Regions from separate parts of the Sus scrofa genome. Here all the other regions are linked to region 3. The links are chromatin contacts, called in public HiChIP or PLAC-seq and promoter capture Hi-C maps. All regions are on one chromosome and are shown on one strand. The core of a region is the stretch at or near the end of the contact, and the rest is flanking DNA. Distances in the headings are between cores, read along the strand shown.

Region 1 (4,165 bases), core at 233-2,732, 180 kb before region 3:
ACCTTTTCTTTCTTTCCTTCTTTCCTTCTTTCTTTCTTTCCTTCCTTCCTTCCTTCCTTCTTTCTTTCTTTCTGTCTTTCCCTCTCCTCTCTCTCTCTCTCTCTCTCTCTCTCTCTCTCTCTCTCTCTCTCTTCCTTCCTTCCTTCCTTTTTTTTCTGATTGCTATGGCTAGGACCTTCAATAATAAAAGTGATGAGAGTGGGTATCCTTGTCTTGTTCCAGATTTTATTATTTTTTTTTTTTTTGTCTTTTTGACATTTCTTGGGCTGCTTCCGCGGCATATGGAGGTTCCCAGGCTAGGAGTCGAATCAGAGCTATAGCCACCGGCCTACACCAGAGCCACAGCAACGCAGGATCCAAGCCGCGTCTGTAGCCTACACCACAGCTCGCGGCAACACCGGATCCTTAACCCACTGAGCAAGGCCAGGGATTGAACCCACAACCTCATGGTTCCTAGTCGGATTCGTTAACCACTGCGCCACGACGGGAACTCCTTGTTCCAGATTTTGGTGGGAAGACTTTTAGCTTTTCTCTGTTGTGTATTGTATTGGCTGTGGGTCTGTCATAAGTGGCTTTTATTATGTTGAGATATGTTCTGTCTACACCCACTTTGATAAGTTTTTATTATAAATGGATGTTGAATTTTCTCAAATGCTTTTTCTGCACCTATTGAGACGATTGTGTGGTTTTTAACTTTTGTTAATGGGTATATTGGATTTGTTTATTTAGTTAAACTTTTTATTTTGAGATAGTTGTGATTCACATGTAGTTTCTAAGAAATAATACAAAGACATTGTATGGACACATTCCTTAGTTTCTCTCAGTGGTAACATCTTGTAGAACGATAGGGGATTATCAGAGCCAGGAGACTGACAAGGATGCAGTCCAGACTCAGGGTGGTTTCCTCACACGGGGATGCCTCCTGTTGTCCTTTTATAGCCACATCCACACCCCCCCCCCCCCCTCACCACTCACCCCTGGCACCACTGATCTGCTGTCCCTGCCTGTAATTCTGTCACATCAAGATTGTTATATACTAAATGGAGTAGTCATGCAGCATGTAACGTTTGGGTGTTTTTTTCACTCATAAGTGAGTAAGCATAAGTTTTTGGCAGTTCATCCCGGTTGTTGTCCGTATCAGCAGTTTGTACCTTCTTATTGCTGGGCTGTGTCCGCGGTAGGGCTGCACCCCCGCCTGTTTAACCATCACCCATTAAAGAGCATCTGGGTTATTGCCAGTTATGCCATAAAGCTGCTATGAATGTTCATGTGCAGGTTTCTGTGTTTGAATCAGTTTTCATTTCTCTGGAATAAATGCCCAAGACTGCAGTTACTGGCGTGTGTAGTCGCTGAGAGCTATTTTGTCTTAGAAGAAGCTGCCAGAAGTCTTCAGGGTGACATTCCCAGCAGCAGTGTGGGAGGGATCCACTTCATCTGCACGCTGGCCAGCAGTCGGTGGGTGGTGTCTCTCTTGTTTGTTTCGCCAGGCCGGTGGATGTAGAGTGGTGTCTCCTGGTGTCAGTCGTGTTCCTCTAATGGCTGACGACGCTGCACGTCTTTTCATGGGCTTTGTCTGCCTGCCTGTCTTCTTCGGTGAGGTGTAGGTCCATAGTTTTTTCCCGTTCTCTAGTAGCAGTGTATGTTTGTTTAATGTTGAGTTTTGAGAGTCCTCAGAGCGGCATTTTTTGTTTGTTTAGAGTGCCAATTCTAAATATAGTCCCCCATTCTCATCTAGTAATCTTCTCTGATAACTCATTGCAAAAATGTGGTTCATTGGCTGTAATAAAGATTCTGCCATACAGCTTGCTTGAATAACTATTGTCCTCAGCTTTTGTTAGTTCAGCGGAGAGAGTCATCATTAGTACATTTTGGGGGGTAATTCTTCCTGCATAAGATTTTTCACTTACTTCCTTGCAACGTCTTTGTTCTGAATGTGGATAAATCAAGGGGCACAATTGTGATTTGGTCACTGGCAACACCTTGAGCTGAGAACTCAGGTCAGCAGATGCCAGGCTTGTTCTTAGTTACCAAATGGAACTCTTTTTCAAAAGTAAGGCTTTACCTAGTGAGATACTTGGCTTCGGTACTTCTGACTTTCCCTTCTCTCTCAACACCTACTTACATAGTGGCTGTTGCTCCCCGTGCTGGGCTAGGCTGAGGCAGGGTTGGCGAGCGAGCCAGTCATGGTCTGTGCCCGCTGGGAGCTTACTGCCTGGTGGCGGATAGAGCCAACTACATAGTGATGGCAGAGCGGGGGTAAGTGCCATGTGGCAGGGTCACAGGGAAGAGGTTATATTCTAAGAGGAGAATATAGTGCCTGCAAAGGCTTGGAGGCAAGAGAGCTGAAAGCATTTCCGGAAATGAACACAGTTGCCTCGGAGGTGAGGCATGGCCAGAAATGGCACTGGAGATGCAGGCGTGGGGCCACATCACCTTCTCCAAGGAGAGGATGTGGGTTTTCTCCTGAGGGTAGTGCCCCCGCCCATGCTCTGGAGGGTGAACTGGAGAGGTGAGAGCAGAGGCAGGAGGAACAGCTGGCAGGCTTTTGTCATAATCCAGGGGAGAGGCCCTGGCAGCTGGACTCTGGTGAGTGGCCTCGACAGGGATCTGGGAGGTGGGATGAGTGGGACTTGGAGTTGATTGCACACGGGGGTGAAGAAGCTGGATAAGTCAAGAGCACTGCTCAGCGTCTGGATGGAGTGACAGGGCCGTGGCTGGTGCCTTTGAAAGGGGTGGGAACTAGGAAGTTTGGGGGTGAGGTGCAAGGGAGTCTGTGGAGTTGGGGTCTCAGTGTGTGGTTTGTCCTCCTAACTAGAGTGCACACTTCAGGAAGCTGGGAGCTGCACATGCACGTGTGTGCACACATGTGCTCAGTGAACACTGGAGTGTGAGTCTGGGGGAACCTGTGGGGCGTTCAGCAGGCAGTTGAACTATGAGTTCAGCGTTGGGAGCATGGGCATGAGATAACCTGTCATTTTGCTGAGCTACAAACTGGAAGCGTACCTGCTGTGGAAATAGACTCAGGAGCTAGCGAGTGACCTGGGTTGAGTGCTGAGCTTTCAGATTGAAAGTAGGTTTGTTGTTTTCCTCTGGTTGTCAATGTGTAGGAATTATCCTGAAATCACTCGTGATGGGGCGGTGCAGGTTTCTCAGAGAGCTTTTTCAGACCACACACCTGCCTTTAGTGTTGTGATGCTCTCCCACCCCGCTGATGTTGGGCTGCTATAGTATAGCAGCTGCCAACATTTTTACGTACACGGTTTTTTGTGTACATCTCTTTTTTTTGTTGTTGTTGTTAAATTTTTTCTTAATCCCACTCCCACGTAGTGGTGTACCTCCAGAGTCCCCAGGTTGAAAAAAACTCCAGTGCTACTGAGTTGGTGGGGCCCAGATGGCCTCCAAGAACTTAGCACAGTCCCCACGAATGTCACAGGCCTGCCCTCCTTGGTGTAGTTGCTGAGTTCACACTGAGACCTCCTCAGGTGCTACTTCTCCAGGGAGTCCTATCTGAACCCCTTTCTCTTTGTGCTGGGTGCTTTTATATGTTATCTGATTTAATGATCACAGCATCCCTGGCACTGCCCCATTTTTTTTTTTTTTTTTTTTTTTTTTTTTTGGTCTTTTTGCCTTTTCTAGGGCCACTTCCACAGCATATGGAGGTTCCCAGGCTAGGGGTTGGATTGGAGCTATAGCCACTGGCCTACACCAGGGCCACAGCAACGCAGGATCCAAGCCGAGTCTGCGACCTACACCACAGCTCACGGCAACGCCGGATCCTTAACCCACTGAGTGAGGCCAGGGACCGAACCCGCAACCTCATGGTTCCTAGTCGGATTTGTTAACCACTGCACCACGATGGGAACTCCTGCCCCCATTTTATAGATGGAGATATTGAGACGAAAGAGTATGGTGACTGGTCAGAAGTCAAGGGCAGAACCTAACCCTCCATTTGTCCGAATCTCTCCAAGTGTAAAATCAAAGGATCTGATTGAAAGCAAGCAGATGGCATGAGATTGGGCACACTGTTTATTTTTTTAAGCCTTTAAGCTCCTGAGAAGAACACATGGCTACATAATTGGAGGCCTTCATCTCTCGGGTCCCTTCTCGGCAGGTTCTGATTGGAACTGACTCCATCACAAACCTGCATAAGCTGGAGCAGGTGTCC
Region 2 (3,774 bases), core at 1,028-3,527, 160 kb before region 3:
CCAGGAGGAGTTCATGCCCGTGGAGACCTTCTCCGAGTTCCTCGATGCCGCCGGTCAGTGTCAGGGTTGTTCATCTTTCACAGACCTTCTGGGCAAAGCCCAGGCCTGCTTTAGTGGAGCTGGCCATTGCTTTCATCTCCACATGCGGGAAAAGACAGGTGCGACCTGGCCTGTGGGCTGCTGCTGAGACCTCGCTGGTGACAGGACAGCAGCCACTTCACCCCAGGCCTGTGCCTCTGCTCATGCAGGCGTGCAAAGTGGAGATGGGCTGATCCCTGTTCACAGACAGAGTAACTGAGGCTTTGAAGACCAAGCGGATTCCCGGTGGGGCACAGCTGGAGAATCGCTAGAGCCCCTTTTGCTTCCTGGCTTTTTACGACAGTTCAGAGAATTACCCGTCTTCTCCTGCCTCTTGGGGGCTGAGACATCTGTGTCACAGCTGCCCTGGGGAGCCGTGGAGAATTTCAACTCTGATTCCTGACGATAAGAAGTAAACATCAAGAGACAAAAAAAAAAAAAAAAAGAAAAAGAAAAAAAGAGGAGTTCCCATTGTGGCGCAGTGGTTAACAAATCCGACTAGGAACCATGAGGTTGCGGGTTCGATCCCTGCCTCGCTCAGTGGGTTAATGATCCGGCATTGCCATGAGCTGTGGTGTAGGTCGCAGACGCGGCTCGGATCCCGCGTTGCTGTGGCTCTGGCGTAGGCTGGCAGCTACAGCTCCGATTATACCCTAGCCTGGGAACCTCCATATGTCACGGGAGCGGCCCAAGAAATGGCCAAAAAATAAAAAAGAGAGAGCAAAGAACACCTCTGCTGATAGGAACGGGGCAGCACCCTGAACGCTGTCCCGTGAGACGTCCTCAGACGGTTGCTCAGCCCTGATAGCCAGTAAATGTGCAGCTCATTGTTCTCTGCTGTGTCCAGGTGCTCTGCACAGCAGATTTGTCATCCAAATTGCAAGCACATTAAATTTTGTTTGGATTTCATAACCAAGCATCAGATGACAGCAGGGGGAGGTGACTTGGGCCAGTGCTAGGAAAATCCACCCAGGATGAAAATCCCGCGTCCTCCCAGGCTGTGGGTGCCGTGGCAATCAGCCCCCATTGCTGCCATCCTTTCCAAGGTCGGGCTCCCAGAGCCAGAGCCGGGGAGCTACCTGCCTCACTCTTCTGTGAGCTGGTTTCCTCCCCCCGCCGCTCTTAGTCTGACATCTAAGAGCAGGAAAAGGTCTTCCCAGATCCACCATCAAGGGAAGGCCTCCACTAACGCTTTCAGGCGGTCCTCTGGGAGCTAGACCCTCAGATGTCTGGAGGGATGCTCTCTGGGAATTCTTCTTCCCTCCCGGCTCAGCACCAGCGGGTGGAGTTTCCCCAGAAGCCCTGAGCCTGCCTTCTAGTTTGGCTGTTTGTTACAATGGCCTCCCTGGAAGCTGTGCTGGATGGGCCTTTGCTGGCCTGGTGCCTCCCCCGTTATCTGGGGTCAGGTGTTAGCACTGCCCACCCCCGTTGCTTTGTTAACTTCCCTGGATGCTCCACGGTGTCTTTCCAGTCTAGACATCTTACCTCACCTATATCCTTATTTTCTTCAGCCATGACCCCTGACCAAGGGCAGGTAGCCTGTGCACTTGTGTCTCCTGGCCCAGCGCCTTGCCCGTCCCCTGGGGGTCTGACTATCTACAGAGACTGTCCATATGAATGTCAGAGTCCGAGGAGGAGGAGGAGGAGGCGGGCAGGGCAAGGAAGATACTCACCTTGGTTCAGGGCTTCGCATCTGCCCCAGAGCAGGGGAGCGTGAAGACTTGTCACTGTCTCCGTTTGCCAGCGGAGGAGACAGCACTCCTGACTCTGGCAGCTTGCTGCAGGCCCTGGGCTAGGGGTTGGATCGAAAGTCAGCTGAGCCAGGGTCCTGCCAGCCTGCCCTGTCCTCCCAGCCCAGCCTACCCTGTCCTCCCAGCCCTCCAGGGCAGTGCCATTAGGATTAGCCTGTCTTTGGCCCCCGGTCACTCTGCAAATGTGCTGAAGGCTGTGGACACTCCGTCTGCAGGAGCCCCTGTCCATGTTATACTCCATGTCAGTGGAGTTACAGGACCCCTGCAAAGACCGCTCCAGGGAGGTGGTAAGACCAGCCTCAGTGACTTTAATGCCTTTAAACGAACAGCAGGGCCTGGTTCCAGAGCAGGACCCTCCTTGCAGGACGAGAATGTTTGCAGGCTGACTGTCTCCCCAGTCATGGCCCGCCTCCAGTGAGCAGCTGTGTCAGGGCTTGTCAGGGCACAGCGCGTTCCCTACATGGATGCAGTATTCGTGACTCGGGGCTGGGGGCCTGCCTGCCGCTGCTGACCAGCCTCTGCCTGTTTCCAGGTCTCTTAGCAGAAATCACCGATCCAGAGAGCTTCCTGAAGGATCTGCTGAACTCAGTGCCCTGAGCACCATGCGGAATCTGCGGCCGACGGAGATTGACGCTAGCTGGCCTTCCATCCTTCTGTGTCTCCCTCCCGTGCGTTGACTCCCCCACGGGGTGCTGCAACACTGCTCCTCCCCCTCCCCCTTCTTCTTGGAGTGGCTTGGGGCTTTTAGGCCTCCTGTTTATCTCGTGTGTGTGGTGCACTAGCTATGAAGTTGTCTGTGACCCAAGCCGTCAAAGGATCTGTACATACCTGGGAGCCATGAGTTGTCCTGGCCGACTTAATACTTGAGTGTGCCCATCCTGAGAAATAAACGAATGACTTAATACACATCGAAAAGGAATGTGTTGCCTGTGCTTAAACCCTCCGTAGTGGCACTGGCCAAGTGCCTTTCCTGCACAGCCCTTCTGGCATCAGCAAGGAGGACAGCGTGTATCATAGTCACTGTCTCTTCTTAGCGCCAAATGGAGCCTGTCTGTTCTTGGCCAGCAAGTTGGGGCATTGCGTTTGACGGCTGTGATCTTTCTTGAAACAAACACCTTGGCTCCTCTTTTTTGGCCTTAAGAACTAGCGCCCAAAGTCATGTGGAGTCAGTGATTTTCTATTTCTAGTCCTCAGCTCAGTGCAGTTGGACGCTAGTGTTCCCACGGCAGAGGCGTTTGACAAACCCTGCTAGCTTCCTGTCGGAAATGCTTTGACGACCTCTCCCAGTAGCTTCCCTTTCTTGAGTGCCTTCTCTGTGTGTGTGTGATTTCTAGTCTTTCTAACAGCCTTGCCTACAAAATAAGGGCCTCTGGGAGTTCACTTGTGGCACAGCAGGTTAAAGATCGGGTGTTGTCACTGCAGTAGCTCTGGTCACTGCTATGGTGCAGGTTTGATCCCTGGCCCAGGAACTTCTACATGCCACGGGTACAACCAAAATAAAAATTATTATTATTTTATTTTTTTTCCCATTTCTTGGGCCGCTCCGCGGCATATGGAGGCTTCCAGGCTAGGAGTCTAATCGGAGCTATAGCTGCCAGCCTATGCCAGAGCCACAGCAACGCAGGATCCGAGCCGCATCTGCGACCTACACCACAGCTCATGGCAACACTGGATCGTTAACCCACTGAGCGAGGCAGGGATCGAACCCGCAACCTCATGGTTCCTAGTCGGATTCGTTAAACCACTGTGCCACGACGGGAACCCCTAAAAATTATTTTTAAGGGGAGCTAGTTCTGAGCCGGTATCACACCTCAAGGCCACCCAGCCAGTAGCTGCCAGAGCTGAGGTTTTGTGCTTCCGAGGCCATGTCCTGAACCACAGTTGGCAGCTGCCTCTGGAGCCTTGAGACCTGCTTCCCCGCATTTGTGGGCAGCAGCCCTCTCAG
Region 3 (3,573 bases), core at 345-2,844:
ACTGTGCCCTTTTCTGTAAGTGACTCCAGCAAAGCTGGATTTCCTGGAACCAGTCTCCCACGGACACTGAGGGACGATTGTTCTTTCTTTTTCCCCTTCCCCACTCTAAGTTCCCCAAAGTGCCTGAAAGAGTGTGACTTTCTGAAGAAAGAGGAGTAGCATGAAATAATGAGGGCATCCTAAGGTGGATATTATTACCCCCATTTTATAGACATGGAAACAGGCTCAGTAAGGTTATGTCTTTTGCCAATGACAGGGATAAACTACCATGAGCTTTGGAACTCTAATGACTCCTCAGCGGGTTCTGGGTACACTCTGCTGGAAAACATTTAAACAGATACATTAGAAGAATGCATTAGAAAAACCATAACAGCACTTTAGGAATAGAATGCGCCCTTAAGATTCTGTCCTCAGGAAGACTTCAGAATCCCAGTATTAAATAACGTTCATCACGGAAGTTCCCGTTGTGGCTCAGCGGTAAGGAGCCCGACCAGTATCCATGAGGATGCAGATTGGATCCCTGGCCTCGCTCAGTGGGTTAAGGATCCAGCGTTGCTGTGAGCAGTGGTGCAGGTCGTAGGTGCAGCTCCGATCCCACGTTGCTGTGGCTGTGGGGTAGTAGGCCGGCAGCTGCAGCTCTGATTAGACCCCTAGCCAGGGAACTTCCACATGCCGCGAGTGTAGCCATAAAAAAGACCTAAGTGAATAAATAAATAACGTTCATCAGGCAAACAACTTCTCCAAGAGAAAAATTGAAATTGTGCTCTAGGTTGCAAAAATAAAGGCTTTGAAGGACAGCCTGAGCATAGGATGGCTCGGGTTTTATCTTCTTTTGATCGTAATCTGCAACGAAGCAGGCCGATTTATCTAAGCTTTAGGCCACAGGAAGCTTTTTGGGTGGCCCCGCTACAGGCCCGGAGATGGAGAGAGAGGGCGGCTGGGTGCCAGCCAGGAAGCCAGAACTAGGGACAGCAGGCTCATTCCAGGGGCTGCAGCCTCTGAGTAGAGGCAGGGGGCTGGCTGCAGAGTGGCCTTGCAGGGTCAAGAGTCTATCGTCCACAAATCAAGGGCAGCTAGAGTGGTGGGGCCGGGACTCAAGCAGCACCTGACCCACAGACCCGCGGTCCTTCCGCTCCGCCTCACACGTGCTCCACTCCCGCTTTTTCATTGGCTGTTTCAGCCCCTCTATCCCGGCCTAAGAAGGCTGCAACATGACCACACCTCTGATTGGTCCAGGAGCTCCCATGTGTCACTCTGATTGGTCGGTGGAGCTCACTCCCTCTGGCCCTCGGCCCTTTTGGAGGCCGGCTGGGTCAAACCATAAAGAGGGGAGGGGGAAATATGAACATTTCAAGGATTCTCTTTTGAGTTATTTTGTTCTTTGTCATATAATACTCTTTATAATGCCATGAAAAGAGAATTATTTTGTTAGTAGAAGGTAAATATAGAGATATTTCTGTAGAGCTCTACTTTGAGGACGGCCGGAGTGATAGGTTCTCCCCTATGTTCGAGGTGGTGCGCTCCGGGCGGGGCCGCGCCTTCTCTCAGCTCCGGGGGCGAACGGTCCAGCGAGCAGCCGCGCCTTGAGCTCGAGATGCTGCTGTCGCTGCCCGCGCTCCGCCGTGCCCTGTTGGCTCGCCCCTGGAGGGCGGCCGGGTGAGTGAGCACCGGGCCTGGGGAAAACCCTAGCGGCACCTAATGGCCGAGGGTCCCGGGGTGGGGGTGGGGGGTGGGGTCGCTGGGCGCCTCCCGGTGCGGGACTCCCTCCTTGCCAGACCCTTGCCGGTTTTCCCAGGGGCTCTCCTCCGGCGGGTGACACTTCCTCAGGTGCCGTCCGACCGCTGCCTAGGCCTTCCTCCCACTGCGATCTCCCCGTCTCCCAAAGGCGGTCGCCTTCCTTCATCGAGGGGCATCCCCTTCCTGAGTCTTGCAGCGTGTTGGTGTAGCTCGGTGCTCTTGTGGCTCCCTCGCTTAGAGTTTAGCCTCCAGTCACTCTTCTTTCTCCTGGTATTGGGTCTTCGAAATTTGCACACGGCCGGAGTTTTGTGGCTTCCTCTGAGGGCACCTCTATTTTTAGCACACCCCGCTTCTTAGCTCCGCACCCTCTGTCTTACATTCAGGACCCATCCTCGGGCTTCTTTGGGTCCTTTCTCCGTCTACGAGCATTTCTATTTCTCGCTTTTCTTTTTCTCCTTTTTTTCAAGTCAAGTGTTGGGGAGAAAGAAAAGGAGACCTTTTGGATTTTTTTCCTGATAGGTGGAACAATAATACTTACGGGGTGTGTATAGAATGCCAAACCTGTGCTAGGTCCTTGGGGCATGTGCCTTACTGTGATGGTGAATAAATGCGTTAGTACATGTAAAGTGCAGTGAACAGTACCTGGCACCTAGGCAGTGCCCAGTTACTATTAACCACGATCATTATTATCACTCATGTTTAACCTTCTCCTGGGTAGCTGTTATTCCAAATTACAGATGAAGAAACCCGGGTGTAGTTTCAGAGTGGAGCTGCCCTACAAATCCAGGTTTGCAAATCCCCACGCTGTGGAGTTGGGTTCCTGGACCCTTGCCCACTCAGTGATACCTGTTCTCAGAGCCCCTTTCTGCCCTTGGTCTTGAGGAGGGTATGGGTAGAGCACAGATCCTGCCCCAGAGAGGCCCATAGACTGGTGAGGCTGCATGCACCCTTTTGGACCCGAGTTTCTGCTGGTCTCTGTTTCAGAGCTGGGCAGCTCCTGCCCCCAGTTTGCGTTTTGTTTGCCCGACCCCTAGGACTGTGGCCAGCCCTGTCTCTCCTGCTGGCTCAGCCATGCCCGTTCGGAGTTAATCAGTGTCCCAAGGGATAGTGCTGTGGTGCCCTGGGCATGGATGAGTTTCAGCAGGGCAGCGTATTCTCTGGGAGTGGGGAGAGGTGGAAGACAGGGTAGAGAAGGGGACATGGAAGAGAAGGGCCCTTCCAAACCAAGACCAGGGGCCACGCTCACCAACGTGATCCCATTTGTTGGCCTCTCCCTGGACTCTGAGACTACCCATCTCAGACCCTAGATGAAAGCTGCCTAGATTCACGTGTTTACTGATTACCCACGTGTGCAAGTGCTGTGCTAGACATTGCAGGGAGGGGTACCCAGGGGATTTGCTTGTGGATGGGGGCCCTCTAAGAGTTTTCAGTTTAATGGGGAAGAGAGCCTTAGGCAAAACAAACAAACAAACAAACAAAACACTCAAAAAATCCTCTAATATCTGGTAGAAAGAAATCCATATTCTGGAAAAAACAAAAAAACACCCCAAAACTCTGGAGTTTCTGTCATGGCTCAGTGGAAATGAATCTGACCAGCATCCATGAGGATGCAGGTTCAATTCCTGGCCTCGCTCAGTGGGTTAAGGATCTGGAGTTGCTGGGGCTGTGGTGCAGGACAGCAGCTACAGCTCCAATTTGACTCCTAGCCTGGGGACCTCCATATGCTGTGGATGTGGCCCTAAAAAGACAAAAAACAAAAACAAAAAACCAAAACCACCTCATAACAGCAATTGTTACCAAGCAATCAAGTACTATAGGCTTGGCACTAGGCTGATA

Evidence for each region. Promoter capture Hi-C pulls out the DNA fragments that hold promoters and counts their contacts. HiChIP or PLAC-seq counts read pairs in DNA pulled down with a chosen protein or histone mark.
Region 1: a promoter capture Hi-C map of fetal skeletal muscle shows a contact between it and region 3, with 7 times the contacts expected there. The contact joins the enhancer-like site here to the promoter of ALDH4A1 in region 3. A contact is called at or near these places in 4 of 5 promoter capture datasets (fetal liver, fetal skeletal muscle and liver), 21 of 47 Hi-C or Micro-C datasets (alveolar macrophages, brain, embryonic fibroblasts and 14 more) and 2 of 2 datasets of contacts at active chromatin or transcription factors (alveolar macrophages and skeletal muscle).
Region 2: an H3K27ac HiChIP or PLAC-seq map of skeletal muscle shows a contact between it and region 3. The contact joins the enhancer-like site here to the promoter of ALDH4A1 in region 3. A contact is called at or near these places in 2 of 5 promoter capture datasets (fetal liver and liver), 7 of 47 Hi-C or Micro-C datasets (embryonic fibroblasts, epiblast stem cells, fetal liver and 3 more) and 2 of 2 datasets of contacts at active chromatin or transcription factors (alveolar macrophages and skeletal muscle).

The regions. Positions count from the first base shown.
Region 1 is chr6:77,583,583-77,587,747 of Sscrofa11.1, reverse strand. It overlaps UBR4 (E3 ubiquitin-protein ligase UBR4), which reads left to right. Exons shown (of 108, transcript XM_021095464.1): 100 at 4,112-4,165. Among named protein-coding and RNA genes, the nearest start is that of UBR4, 120 kb to the left of the region's middle. Within about 2 kb of position 1,482, at least 13 of the 83 cell types and tissues checked have an H3K27ac peak or open chromatin away from gene starts, as enhancers often do. A contact at or near this core is called in fetal skeletal muscle, skeletal muscle and spleen, where this site is marked.
Region 2 is chr6:77,567,379-77,571,152 of Sscrofa11.1, reverse strand. UBR4 (E3 ubiquitin-protein ligase UBR4) reads left to right here. Exons shown (of 108, transcript XM_021095464.1): 107 at 1-53; 108 at 2,362-2,744. The coding sequence ends at 2,426. Among named protein-coding and RNA genes, the nearest start is that of IFFO2, 110 kb to the right of the region's middle. Within about 2 kb of position 2,277, at least 9 of the 83 cell types and tissues checked have an H3K27ac peak or open chromatin away from gene starts, as enhancers often do. A contact at or near this core is called in skeletal muscle, where this site is marked.
Region 3 is chr6:77,402,036-77,405,608 of Sscrofa11.1, reverse strand. It overlaps ALDH4A1 (aldehyde dehydrogenase 4 family member A1), which reads left to right and starts at 1,594. Exons shown (of 16, transcript NM_001252213.1): 1 at 1,594-1,656. The coding sequence starts at 1,595.